2 separate regions of the Mus musculus genome follow, and region 2 is linked to region 1. A link is a contact called in public promoter capture Hi-C data. All regions are on one chromosome and are shown on one strand. The core of a region is the stretch at or near the end of the contact, and the rest is flanking DNA. Distances in the headings are between cores, read along the strand shown. Region 1 overlaps Lhx6 (LIM homeobox protein 6). Region 2 overlaps Ptgs1 (prostaglandin-endoperoxide synthase 1).

Region 1 (6,565 bases), core at 2,094-4,593:
ACTGTGAGACTTGGAAATGCAGCAGCCATGGGCTCAGATCCTCTTGGGCCCTCCCACATGCTAACCCAGAGGTTGAGCACAAGTGGTGAGACCTCTAGTGAGCCTCTGTTCATCTTCCCAGCGGTGGGAAAGACTTACTTGTGTGGAGACCATGAGGATGGAGTGCAGGGAGAGGATGCATTCGGGCCTCTGAGTATAATGCCAGCACAACTGTATTCTTCCTTTGCATCCCTCACTTCGTACCTGAGGCTCTGTATCCTGGTACTTTATGTTAGCCCAGTGCAGTAGGGCTGCTACTACTCATGGTATGTCAGCAGATGAATGTCTGAGTGTGTAAGGCTGTCACTCTGTCTGTCAGGATCAAGCCAAAGGCTCTGGCTATCTTCCTCAGCCCCACCTTCACACCATGAACTCTTTCTTCTCTAACTCAGAGGTCAGTGTCCCGTGCCTAGCCACTCTGCTGAGGGATGCTATAACAATAGAAAGGTCTGTTCTAGCCATTCAGAGCTAAACAAACTCCTGGTCCAGCAGTCTGTGCTGGAAGGCACTGCAGGCCCCAAGATCCCCAGGCTGGGAAGGTCCTAGTGAATACCAGGAGTAACTGGATTCTCTCTCCCTACAGATGATGACGAACATGAGTGGATTGTCAGGACCTGCCGCAAGGGCTGGTTGCCAATGCCCAAACAGAAGTCCTAGCCATGAGCACCTCGGCCTCAGCATCTCACCAGGGACTTCCTTCTGCCCACTGCTGGCCTGGGAAACTGGCTGTAGTCCTAGCTTCGACTTAAGTTTCAGAATAAAGGTTTTCTGCACTGAACAGCCCCAAGGGTGAGTGAGTGAGTGCTTTAGAAGAATGTCTTAGAAGATGCACCCATTTCACCTGCTTCAGTGCCACCTTGGTAGACCTGGGCCCAAGCCCAGACTGGGGCTTGGCATGTGCATCCCCAGTTACTTCTTATGCATGGAAAGCTCAAGAACCCTCATCTCATGACACGGATGTCTTACTGAATAAGCAGCTAAGTGGAGAGAGTCTTCTGCATATGGGGACTCTGTGGCTCAGAGAAGTGGGACTCGCTGGGTGACTCACTAGGTCTCAGCAGCTCCCCACTGGTACTTTCCCCAGGACCGCCTTTCCCTCTGGATCTGCAAGGTGCTTTGGTACCTACCTGGGGTTCAAATCTCAGCTCTGTCTCGGCCACCCACCATGCAACTTTGGGCAAGTCACCTCCCTAAGCCTCAGCTTCTGCATCTATAAAATCATAAGGAAGTGTTGCTGTAGTGGCTGACCTCTCCGTGAGGTCAGTGAGCAGTTCAGTGAGGCAAATGAGAGTTCAAGAAGCCAGCACCTGTCAAGTGATCACGTTGACCTTAAAGATCTGTTTGTGCCACTATAACGATAGCACTTGGAAGAGTAAGGCAGACAGACCCCAAGCTCCAGAGCCAGCCAAGGTTACAGATCAGAAATAGAAATAAAAATAACCTGGTAGTTGTGCACATAATCACCCCAGAAAGAGGATGGTAAAATGACCCAGGGCTACTCTTGGGCCCTAAGCATCCTGTATCTTCCCATGACTATTTGCCTGTCCATGGAGGCTACCCGCCCCCCCCCCTTTAGACCCCAGGTTATGATCCATGGTTTACTGGACCTGCCTGTGGAGATAGAAGAGGGGTCAGACTAGGGAGAGATCAACTGAAATTTGCAGGGGAACAAACAAACAGATTGGATGTGCAGAGAGAGACATCAGTCAAGGAAGGTTTAGGTCCCTTAGCTAGCTGCACCATGCAGTGGACCTGGGGAAGTCATCTCTGTCTTTTAAGGCTTTAGTTACCCTAGGAAACTGACAGGGGAGAGCCCCACTGCTGATTTTCAAACTTGGGCTTTCAAAGATAGAAGGTACATAGCAAAAAACCACATACACACTTGTGTACACATACAACTAAGTGTGTATTCTCTATCATATACAAATATTTAGCAGCAGAAACAAAGTTAGGGGTGGAGGATACAAAAAAAGAAAAAGGGAATTGTGAAGATGGCTCAGTTGCTACAGCACTTGCTGCATAAGCCTGAGGACCTTACTCTTGATGCCCTAGCACCCAGGTGAAAAACCAAGCAGAGTCTGTTCCCATCACTCTAGTGCTGGCTGCAGCGATGGAGACAGGAGATTCTCTGTGGCGTGCTACCCTGCTGGGCTAGCCAAATTGGTGAGCTCTGTGTTGGGGGTGAGGGGCTCTGTCTCAAAAAGTAAAGTAGACAGCTACTGAGGAAAATAATGAATAGACCTAGGGCCTCTATGTGGTGTACTGGCATCACACACACACACACACACACACACAAAAGTTTTCATGCAAGAGGTATAAACAACATGCCCAGGGCTGCAGCACATGAGAATGCCTTCACACCCTCCAGGCAGCTCTACCCTCCATACCCAAGGCTTTGAGCTGAACAAAGGATTTTGCAGAGGAACTAAACAGTCAACCACCAGCCCACTGGGCGCATACGTGTGGCTCTGGAACCTGACAAAACCACCGGGAGAGTCAGCCTGGGGCTGAAGCTGAAGCCATCGGGTTGGGTTCTTCCCCAGCAGGTCCCTGTGTACTTTCTCCCCTGCCCTCCCCCAACACCCTCGCCTCCATACCTAGTCTGCAAATCTTGTTGGATTGGACCCAGCGCAGACGCCTCCCCCCGACCCCCACCCCCGCAGGCTCCCAACATACTAGAGGAGTGTCTGTTGACAGCAGCACTGGCCAGCCGGAGAGCTCCTCCCAGGCAGAGCAGGACTGGACTCTGAGTTTGCAGAGCAGCACAGGACACCACAGATGGTTGGTGTTCAGAAAGCAGAACAGAGGTCAGCAAGCAGCCCGACTTCCCACAAAGTAGTCAATACACAGGGACAGCACAGCATCAGAGTAGAAACTGTGCCTTAGCCCCGTGCCTTAGGCCACTGCCTGTGGTACCAGTTCTCTAGGGTTACACCAAGCAGCAGCTCACACCAAAGCCAGGGTCCTAAGCCTTTAACTGACAAGGGTTTAGCAAGAGAAAAATGGAATTCCATGGCATTCTGGGTTTAAGTGCCGGCACTTCTACTCGCATTAACTTTATTTATTACACAAATAAGACATTTACAAAGCACAACATGAAAGGTATGTAACAAAACAGACATTGGTTTTACAAAAAAAGTGCTTACAATTTTTTTCCATTTGTGTGTGTTCCCCCGTGTGTGTGTGTGTGTGTGTGTGTGTGTGTGTGTGTGTGTGTGTGTTTAAATAAATAGCCTCGATGACCTGTACATTCCCAGGCTGTTCTCAACAGGGTAGTGGAGACGTCTGACTGCAACATGCTACTGCCACGTGATCCACACAAGAAATAGGCCCTGGGGGAAGGAAGGCTCAAGGCAGAGTGGGTACCAAGTAACCTGGGCTCAGCTGGCCACTTGCCACATGGTTGCAATTGGGGTTTTGATCATTAGGAGCAAAAATCAAAGGAAAGATCTGGGTTCCCCAAAGTCAGGGATCAGGCCAGGTTCCTCTTGCTTGAGTCAGTGCCTGGCACAGGGTGCTGGAGTTCTGAACCAAACCACGCTCACAGCTTTCTGGGAGGTGCTTTCTCTTTGTCCTCAGTCAGTTGACAATTTTTGGAAGGGAAAAGATGAAAGTTCCCTTCTGGGGTGTCACCCATGCCTAACCCTCCTCCAGGTCCCATAGCAACAGCACAGTTGGTCTCGTCCCAACAAGCATGGGAATTCTTATCCAGACTCTGAGAGATAGAGTGCTGTGATCGATTAGCGATGTCTGCCACAGGTGAAGCAGGAGCAGCAACTGCATACATACCATGAATTTGCCTGTCCTGTCCTGGAGTCTTCTCAAAACAAGGAGGAAGACTTTGGCTAACACATGCTGCTAGGCAGCCTCTGGTGAGAAGTGCATCAGGACACCAAGTCATTCTAGAATTACAGGATAAGCTTGGGATAAATGGCATCCCCTGAAAACATAAGTGGGGGGGCCTGTGTAACCTGAGACCTTTCTTTAGAGTTGGCCTCTGCTCTTAGGAGTGGGTAGAGCTGGCTCTGTGTATTTGGTGGGGAGATTGCAGAGGTGCCAGCTGGCATCCTGGGCTTGGCATGTGCTCACTGAAGCCATGGGTACCTCTCTTCCCTCGGGGATGAATCAGAACTAATATTCTGGCTGCTGTTTCTCTGGGCTCTGTTCCTTGGTCCTCGTGAGTAGTCTCATCCCACCCCTAGAGAAGACTGGCTCAGGCCCTCATCTCAGGACTGAAAAGTGGCCAACAAGGGTCGCTAATGCTAGCCCACCTAAACATTCAGTGGTGTCATCGTGCAGATCAGACGCCATCCTTTCCACGACTCCTGCTAGGTAATTGGGTGGGGGAAACTCCGCCCCCCCCAAGTTTCCTCTTTTCTCTCCATGAAACTCTCGTCACCTCTCCAAGTCCAGCGTACCCAGTCCTTCTCCTCCAAGCCAATTGGGGGGGGGGTCTTTGGCACCCATCCCTGCCCATCCTCTGCCTCTTCATCTGGGCAGGCCTCCATCTCTGCCCTGTTGGGCCTCTCAGGGTTGGTCAGTGTCTCTTCTTTTTCTGAGTTAACTTGACATAACCAGACAGATGGAAATGATAAAATTAGAACACAGCTTTCCTTTGGGGATATCCCACAAACACTGTAGAGTTTTCCAGACAAAAGCAGCAGAGTATATAATGTTGGGGGTTGTTGGCTATTTGGAATTTGGAGATGGTTCCAAGGAAGTAGTAAATAAAGGCCAATGTGGGGGAGAAGAGAACCTGTGAAGTAGGAGGCTGTTGTTGACTCGGACTGAATTAGCCATTGCTGCTGTGATCAGCTGACAGTAGGTAAGTGGGACTCCCAGTTAATGAGGAAAGACAGGCTGCTTGTTTTCATGCTGATGCCACATTTCAGGGAGCCTGCCTTCCCAGAGAGGGACTCTGCTGCTCCTGGTGGGTTCTGGTTCTCAGCAGGAGAGGGAAAGACCAGGCCTGGGTTGATGGGGCCACTGGCAGAGGGCAGGACAGCAGCGGGTGAGGGTGTACACAGAGGTGGTGGATCCCTGGCCACAGCTGGATGCTGGATCTCAGCGGCTGAGGGGCAGCTGTGTGGTGCCCATGGACAGATGTGCAAGCGCCGGCAGCGTTAGTACTGAAAAAGGATGACCTGCAAGAAAAGGGCAACGGAGATGTCTAAACTGGTGCCTTCTACATGCAGCAGCCCTGGGGGACCGTCAGACCTGGAGAAGAATGATGGGCTCAGAGCTTAGACCTGGGCTCGCATCCCAGTTCTCAGTTTATGCTGTGAAACCTTGGGCAGCTCACTTCCCTTCCCCAAGCCTGTTTCCTCATGTGTAAATAGTGATCTCTCATAGCAAGAGCAGCAGCAGAGACCCACCATGTGCTTCGCTCTGGACCCCGTGAACATGGGTGGCGCTGTTACTACAGCACATTGCAACTGTGCTGATTTGTTGTTTGCCATTTTATTAATCCCTGACTTGCCCAATTATGAATTGTGCTTTATCATGGGTATATGTGTATATAGGAGGGGGGTTCAGGCATCCATGGCCTCCATATACAGAGAGCCACTGAGAAGACATTGATAAGCAAAAGCTACTGAGTACCTTCTGTGCACCAGGCATGTGTGTTGGACTCTTCATACACATTGCTTCTCATTTCAACATTGTAGGAGGGCAGAAACTATTATAACCCCATTTAGCAAAGGCAGAAACTGAAGTTGCAAGAAGCTATTTGTACTCGAAGATCTTAGGGGAGGAGGTGACAGATCTGGGAGTCTGGGTGGCCTGACTCCAGCATTCTTCACCCAACCCTGGATATAGCTTCCCTTTGGGCCTGAAGGGCACCTGGCTTTGAGCTCTTGTTAAAAAATGACTCTCCTCTTCTGGGTGCTACATTCTTCCCACCTGATGGCGGCCAGCCTAGCCGGACTTCTAAGACCCTTCTTTTACATGCTAAAGCTGTAAGATCCAGGGATATAACCAGAAAGAAATGTATTTCTGGAAACAAAACAGGTCTGTGGGGTCAAATAATGTTGTCATGGAGACAGGAAGCTCCACCCTGCTCCAGCTATCAGGACTATCGAGGCCTGCTCTAGTCTAGATGAGCCCCGTGGGGACTCTGAATCTCCCCACAGGTTTCCCAGAAGGACATGGGAGAAAGCTAATACCTTCCTCTGCTGTATGTTCTGCCCCACACTTCTGACACAACAGACCTCACTCACATGCAGATGTGATCAGATGTGGCTGGCAGAGGTACTTAGGGACTGGCAACCAGGGCCAACAGAAGAGGGCAGTGGGTCATGAGGGAAGGGCATAGAGCTCCTGGCAACAAAGCTGGGGACATAGCCCAGCAACAGAGCTTCTGGCTTAACAAGCAAACCCAGAGGCCAAGAACCTAGAGCCCAAGCTGCCATGACCCAGCCTGGCGCATCTTTCAGGCTGAACCAGACACAATCACAGCTCAGTTAGGCACCTGAGAAATAAAGGCTCTCCTCTGAGCCCAACCCTATGCACTTTCAAGGCTCCCCTG
Region 2 (6,565 bases), core at 2,197-4,696, 160 kb after region 1:
GATATAGTCTCTTTGTGTAACCCAGGCAGGCTTTTAACTAGAGATGTCCTTGCCTTGGTCTCCTCATTGCTGGGATTACAGGTGCACACCTATAGGAGATTTAAAAATGAGTTCAGAATGCAAGGCATTTCCTTGGCAAATACTTCAAGCTCTTTCTTTTGGTAGAGCAGGCTACAGATTACCTGTGGGGAGGGAGGATTGGCTCTGAGGAGGAGTCTTCGGCCTTCCTGCTTGGGCTAGTTTGCCTGAGGACTTCTGGGAGCCCAGTGATCCTCAGGGCATGTAGGTACAAGCAAGAGCTAGGCATCTTCTGCCCTTTCCTACCTCCCCAACCAGGGAAGAAACAGTTACCAGATGTTCAGCTTCTGGCCCAACAGCTGCTGCTGAGAAGGGAGTTCATTCCTGCCCCCCAGGGCACCAACATCCTGTTTGCCTTCTTTGCACAACACTTCACCCACCAGTTCTTCAAGACCTCTGGAAAGATGGGTCCTGGCTTTACCAAGGCCTTAGGCCACGGGGTGAGTATGTGGGACAGGGAGGGAGTCTCAGGTGCCACATGCAGGCTATCATCAGAATCCATGTGATCTGAATGGACCGTTCTCTGACCTCAGGTAGACCTTGGCCACATTTATGGAGATAATCTGGAACGACAGTATCACCTGCGGCTCTTCAAGGATGGGAAACTTAAGTACCAGGTAGTGCTGGCATGGGGAGGGGACAGTGTGAAGGGTCTCCCTTGTTCTCTCTTATAAAGATGGCTGGGTAGGCAAATTGAAGAACTACCAGAGTGAAGGAAACCAGGAGGACAGAGAGTAAAGGCTGGGAGGAGTTAACAGGGCAAAAGCAAATAAAGAACGGGGTAGATTTCTGTGGCCTCCTGGGGATATTTTCATTTCCTTAGCTGTTTCACTCCCTGGAATGGGCACCATGATGGAACTTGTACACATGACTGAGTCAGTATCCATCTTAGCCATGGGCCCAACCATCAAGAAACCATAATCTATCAGGGGTCAAATACAGGATTACCAGGGTACAGGCAAACCACAGTCCAACAAATCATGAACCTGACTGTCTGGATATGGGTGAACCACAGTTTATACATACATGACTGTCAGGGTACAGGCTGTAGCAAGATTTCTTGTGTAAACCAGAGCTGTCCAACAGTAGTGTGAGCCTCATATGTAATTCAAATTTCCTAGTGGCTTCAGTAACAAAAGTAAAAAACAGATGAGATGGATTTTAATAGCATACTCTACTTGGGCTGGTAAGATGGCTCAGCTGGTAAAGGCACTTGCCACCAAGCCTGACAGCCAGTGTTTGATCCCTGGGAGAGATCTGATTCCTGCAAGTTATCCTCTGACCTCCACAGCTTTGCTTTGATACCAGGATGCTCTTGCCTCTGCACACAGACATAAATAAATGTAATACAAATTAAAAAGGTTCTCATTGGAGATGGCTCTCTCTAGATTTCATAAACTTTGTAATTGAATAAGTAGATTCACAAACCCAGTAGCTGAAACATCAGCTTTAAAAATGTAAAACTATAGGGCTGGAGAATTGAGTCAGCGGTTGAGAGCACCTGCTGATCTCGCAGAGAACCTGGCCTTGGTTCCCGGCATCCACATAGAGGCTCTCAACCTCTGGAACTCCAGCTCTAAATGATCTGATGCCCTCTTCTGGCCTCTGTGGCCATACTCACACTGGAGGCATACATACATACATACATACATACATACATACATACATACATACACACACATACATACATACATACATACATAGTATACATACAAAAAAATCTAAAAAAGGAGAATCTAAAACAAAATCAAGTAAAATCTAAACTAAATGAAATGAAGTTCTACAGTCTAGTCATATTTGGAGATTTGGAGCCACAGGTGGCTAGTGGCTTTCACACTGTATTCTGGAAACCTGAAAGATCTTAAGGAAAATTCATTGGGGCATCTTCAGAACGGAGAACGGCACTTGCATATGGCTTGGCAGTGTGTGTATTTGTGATACTCTTGTGATAACTGCCACCAACCAGTCGGTACCATTAGAGAGTCTGGAGGCTGAGACTGCTCCCCTATGAAGTTAAGGTTGCAAGGGAATTGAGGAAGCCAAGAACGGGCCATGGTCATCTTCTTGCTCCCTAGGGCATTTAGCTGTGAGAAGATTTGGAGGCAAGAAGATCCAGGGATTCCTAAGAGACGTCTGAGTGAGAGGAAGGGAGCTACTGTGGGTGATTCCAGACACCTCTTTAGGGGCATGTTGTATGGAGGTCTCCCTCTCCTCCTCCCCACTCCGTCTCTCAGGGGTATACTGATTGCTGTGTACCCAAGTGGTAAGGGCAAGAGTTGGCTTAGGGCAGGCACTTAGGGAGCAGCAGGCAGATGGGCCAGGGCTGAGGTAGTAAAGTCGGAACACAGGAGCCGGCTGTGGAGAGCTCCAAGACGGATCTTGGAGGAGGGCCAGAGTCAGGTTGCCAGGCGGCCTCATCCCACAGGTGCTGGACGGAGAGGTGTACCCACCTTCCGTGGAACAGGCGTCCGTGTTGATGCGCTACCCACCAGGTGTCCCGCCTGAAAGGCAGATGGCTGTGGGCCAGGAGGTGTTTGGGTTGCTTCCGGGGCTGATGCTCTTCTCCACGATCTGGCTTCGTGAACATAACCGCGTGTGCGACCTGCTGAAGGAGGAGCATCCCACGTGGGATGATGAGCAGCTCTTCCAGACCACTCGCCTCATCCTTATAGGTGAGCACATGCCCCGAGAGGCAGGAAAGCAGGGTTAGGACCCTGGTGTTACTGAACCTGGGGAGTCACAGCCTGAGCCCGAGCCAGGGTTTGGCTACCCATACTCAGGCCCAGGTCTCCAGGCTGTGGCTTCAGTTCCTACACGCGCTGACTTGCTATGAGCCTAGAAGGAAGGAAGGCTCTGAGTACATTTGATTGGTCACCTCAAACCCCAGTTTGTTTCTCCCTTGTGCTGTACCCAGTTTGGCCTTAAAGTCCTCAGCACACCAGCATCAAACCTCAGCTTACCCTACCCTCAGGAACCCCCAATTTCTCTCTCTCTGTCTATCAGCCTTTGTAGAATTTGGTAGATTCTAGGTGACTCAGGGACAAGATATTTTTGTGTCTCCTACGGGGGTGAGTCCATAACCTAAAATGTCAGATGGTTTCCTGCCTGGACCCTGCACCTCTGTCCAGACCAGGCTCTCCTTGTCTGAGTCACTACCTCTGGGTACAAGTGGGCATGGCTGGTTCCAATTATAGAGGCTAATTCACCGGCTTCTAGAAGAGTTGGTCACTGGGGATAAGAGTAGCCAGAGGAAGGACAGGCTGATTCTTCGGAAGTCTGTATAGCCCAGACCTTTACCAGAGAGGCCAGGCCTGTGGGTAAAGCAGCCCAGCAGGCTGCAATGTGAAGACACTGTTAATCAGACTTAGGACTTCAGCCGACCCATGTTGACACGGCTGAGGTTGCCAGTCCTATGTCAACAGCACAAATGCCTCTGTTGTCCCCTTCTCACATGACCGGATACATGATCATATGGAAATCGCATAGCGATTAATAGTGCCTACAGTTTACAGTCGAGGAAAGTGAGCTTTAGTAGGACAAATAACTCAAGCTCAATTGACTCAAGCTCAGATGCCTACATACCGAGAAGCTAGGATTGGAGCCCAGTTCTGCTAACCGCAAGTCCTGTGGCTCCAGGTCAGTTTACTAAAAAGCCAGTTTATCTGTTGGCTGATTGGTCCAGATAACAGCTTCCTCTAACGATCCAGCTGGCCAGTTTTTATATTGTTCTGGAATGTTCAAACGTAAGTAATCTTTCTTGGCTGTTTGCTTTGTGTATAGCTGCTGCCTAAGGGATTAAAGGGAACCCCCTGCCCATGAGATTCTGACATATATATCAGCACACCAGAAATGTATTACACTTAAACAAATGCTTAGGGCTGGGCTCCCTAGCTGTGTGGGGCTTTCTTTGGCTGCTGCAGCAGCAGCAGCTGTCAGATGGGCTCTCTGAAGCCCTCGTCCCTCACTGAGAGCTTCAGAGAAATGACATTCCTCACTAATACAATGTTGTGCTTTTGTATCTTTCAGAGTTTCTCAGCTTAAAATTTTTTTTTGAGACTAAGTCTTTTCATTTAGACCATTCTGGCATCAATGCTGAAACCCTCTTGCCTCAGCACCTCTTATGCCCCCCAGTTCTGGGTTTACAGGCTTGGCTTCTCCAGACCCTTGTCATGGTCTGTAGGAGGGAGGCTACATCAGGGTTGGGAAAATGATTCTTTTTTTATCTTTTAATTTATTTTAGATATTTTGGTATTTTGGCCTTCATGTATATCTGTGTGTCATGTGCCTGGCTGGTGTCCTTGGAGGTCAGAAGAAGGCACCAGATCCATTTGAACTGGAGTTACAGATGGTTGTGAGCCACCATGTGGGTGCTGGGAATTGAACCTGGGTCCCTGGGAAGAGCAACCTGTGCTCTTAACCTCTTAGCCGTCTCTCTCTCTCTAGCTCATGGAAACCAGTTCTTGAATGACTCTTTTCCTGGGTCTAAGGCCTGCCTATGGAGCAGCAGTACCCTTGTCTGGGTCTCTCAGTCAAGTCGGAGACAGTTCTGTTTTCACATCCCCTTACAAGGACACAAAGCAGAAGTGACCAAGGGGAGTAAATGAACTCCAGCATCAGCAAGGAGAGGAGAGCAAGCACTTTTCACGAGATGTTCATTTCCCATGCATTGAGCTCTGCTGACCTTGTTTCTTATCTTCCCCTTGTAGGAGAAACCATCAAAATTGTCATTGAGGAGTATGTGCAGCACTTGAGTGGCTATTTCCTGCAGCTCAAGTTTGACCCGGAGCTGCTGTTCCGAGCCCAGTTCCAATATCGAAACCGCATCGCCATGGAATTTAACCATCTCTATCACTGGCATCCACTCATGCCCAACTCCTTCCAAGTGGGCTCACAAGAGTACAGCTACGAGCAGTTTTTATTTAACACTTCTATGCTGGTGGACTATGGGGTTGAGGCACTGGTGGATGCCTTCTCTCGCCAGAGGGCTGGCCGGGTAAGCTTGAGAGAAACAGAGGCATCAGGGGTGGGCTCTGGGATACAACAGACTTGGTTCAAACTCCCCAGTTTCTTCATCTGTGGAATGAACACTCTGTTACTTCTACAGGTGGTTGTAAACATCCCTGTGTGAATTCTCTAATTTAGGTGACAGTGCCAGGTTTTATTAGTTACTTTCATGTTACAAGGACAGAAACCACTCAAAGGAGGAAGGGTTTGGCTTATAGTTTCAGGGGCATTACAATCTGTCACAGTGAGGAGGCCATGGCAGAGTGGCCCAATCTGTTGTGGCAGCAGGAGCTCAAGGCAGAGGTTGTTCACATTACAGCAGAGCAGGAGACAACAAGTTGGGAACCAGGGGCTGAGCTGTAACCCTCAAAGGCTGCTTTCTAGTGGTCCACTTACTTCAGCTTGGCCTCATCTTCTAAAGGTTCCAGCATCTCCAGTAGTGCCACCATTTGAGGAGCTAAAATAGAAACTTATGGAATACATTTCAGGTTCAAACCATAGCACAGGCATCACACCAGATGCCCAGGATATATATGGTGATGACGATGGATGTGGTTCGTGGACCCTGTCCCTTTGACATTCATCACACAGAAGAGAAACAGTCCTGTGACAGCTAGCATCATTTGAGGACTTGTTGTGTATAAGGGAACATGAAAAGTGCTTTCTAATGTCCTCAGAATTCTAAGGACATGTTGAGGACCATAGCATAGAAAGCCATGGTGTCCTGTCAATTCTATGAGCCAGGGTTGAGTTAGGGTGATGGTAAAGATGGGCAGGCGTTTCCCATGGAGAGCAGTGAGGTTGGTTTTAGGGGATGATCCTGTTGTATATGGAGAAGATGGCATGCCTGAGGGTCAGAGGGCATAACCCCTGAAGGACAGGAGGACCTTATTAGGATGTGCTAATATATAAGAAAGTACCTGCATGAAATGCCTTTTTGAATTCCACATTTTCTATCAGCTGAATTGTCATTCCCCAAATTAGTATACTCTGATCCTAACCCTGAAGACCTCAGAATAACATTTGGAGATATCTTTAAAGAGACACTTAAGACTAACTAGAAAACTGGGATGGGTCCTAATCCAATATGATCAGTTCCCTTGTAAGACAAGGAGATTAAGACAGTCTCACCCAGGAAGAAAACCACATGTAGGTACAGGGAGAAAGTGGCCATCTATAGGCCAAAGAGCTCTGCTTCAGAGGGAGGCAAGCACCAGACCCTCTAGTTTGTTCAGTGTGAAGGAAGGAATATGTTTCTGTTTGTCAAGGCACACAAATACATTTTCTTGGGATTCCTAGCCAACCCCCTGTGAAGTCCTTCCTTCTCTACATTTAGAAGCACCCCTTTCTTCACCCCAACTCTCTGGACCCCTCTTTCTCATCTTCAGCCCTCTGTTTCTCTGTCATCTTTGTCTCTCATCCCTGTTAGAAAGCTGTGGTACCTAGTGGATTTAGATTTCCTCCTGGTAATTTGACTGCAATT

The links. Capture Hi-C pulls out chosen DNA fragments and counts their contacts.
Region 2: a promoter capture Hi-C map of liver shows a contact between it and region 1. The contact joins two enhancer-like sites. A contact is called at or near these places in 3 of 9 other capture datasets (adipose tissue, embryonic stem cells and liver).

What each region holds. Positions count from the first base shown.
Region 1 is chr2:36,078,893-36,085,457 of GRCm38.p6, forward strand. It overlaps Lhx6 (LIM homeobox protein 6), which reads right to left. Exons shown (of 9, transcript NM_001083126.1): 9 at 3,061-5,183. The coding sequence ends at 5,163. It overlaps Morn5 (MORN repeat containing 5), which reads left to right. Exons shown (of 5, transcript NM_029309.2): 5 at 623-817. The coding sequence ends at 696. Among named protein-coding and RNA genes, the nearest start is that of Lhx6, 22 kb to the right of the region's middle. Within about 2 kb of position 3,344, at least 20 of the 459 cell types and tissues checked have an H3K27ac peak or open chromatin away from gene starts, as enhancers often do. A contact at or near this core is called in liver, where this site is marked.
Region 2 is chr2:36,240,260-36,246,824 of GRCm38.p6, forward strand. It overlaps Ptgs1 (prostaglandin-endoperoxide synthase 1), which reads left to right. Exons shown (of 11, transcript NM_008969.4): 6 at 337-518; 7 at 612-695; 8 at 2,504-2,750; 9 at 4,785-5,071. Among named protein-coding and RNA genes, the nearest start is that of Ptgs1, 13 kb to the left of the region's middle. Within about 2 kb of position 3,447, at least 56 of the 459 cell types and tissues checked have an H3K27ac peak or open chromatin away from gene starts, as enhancers often do. A contact at or near this core is called in liver, where this site is marked.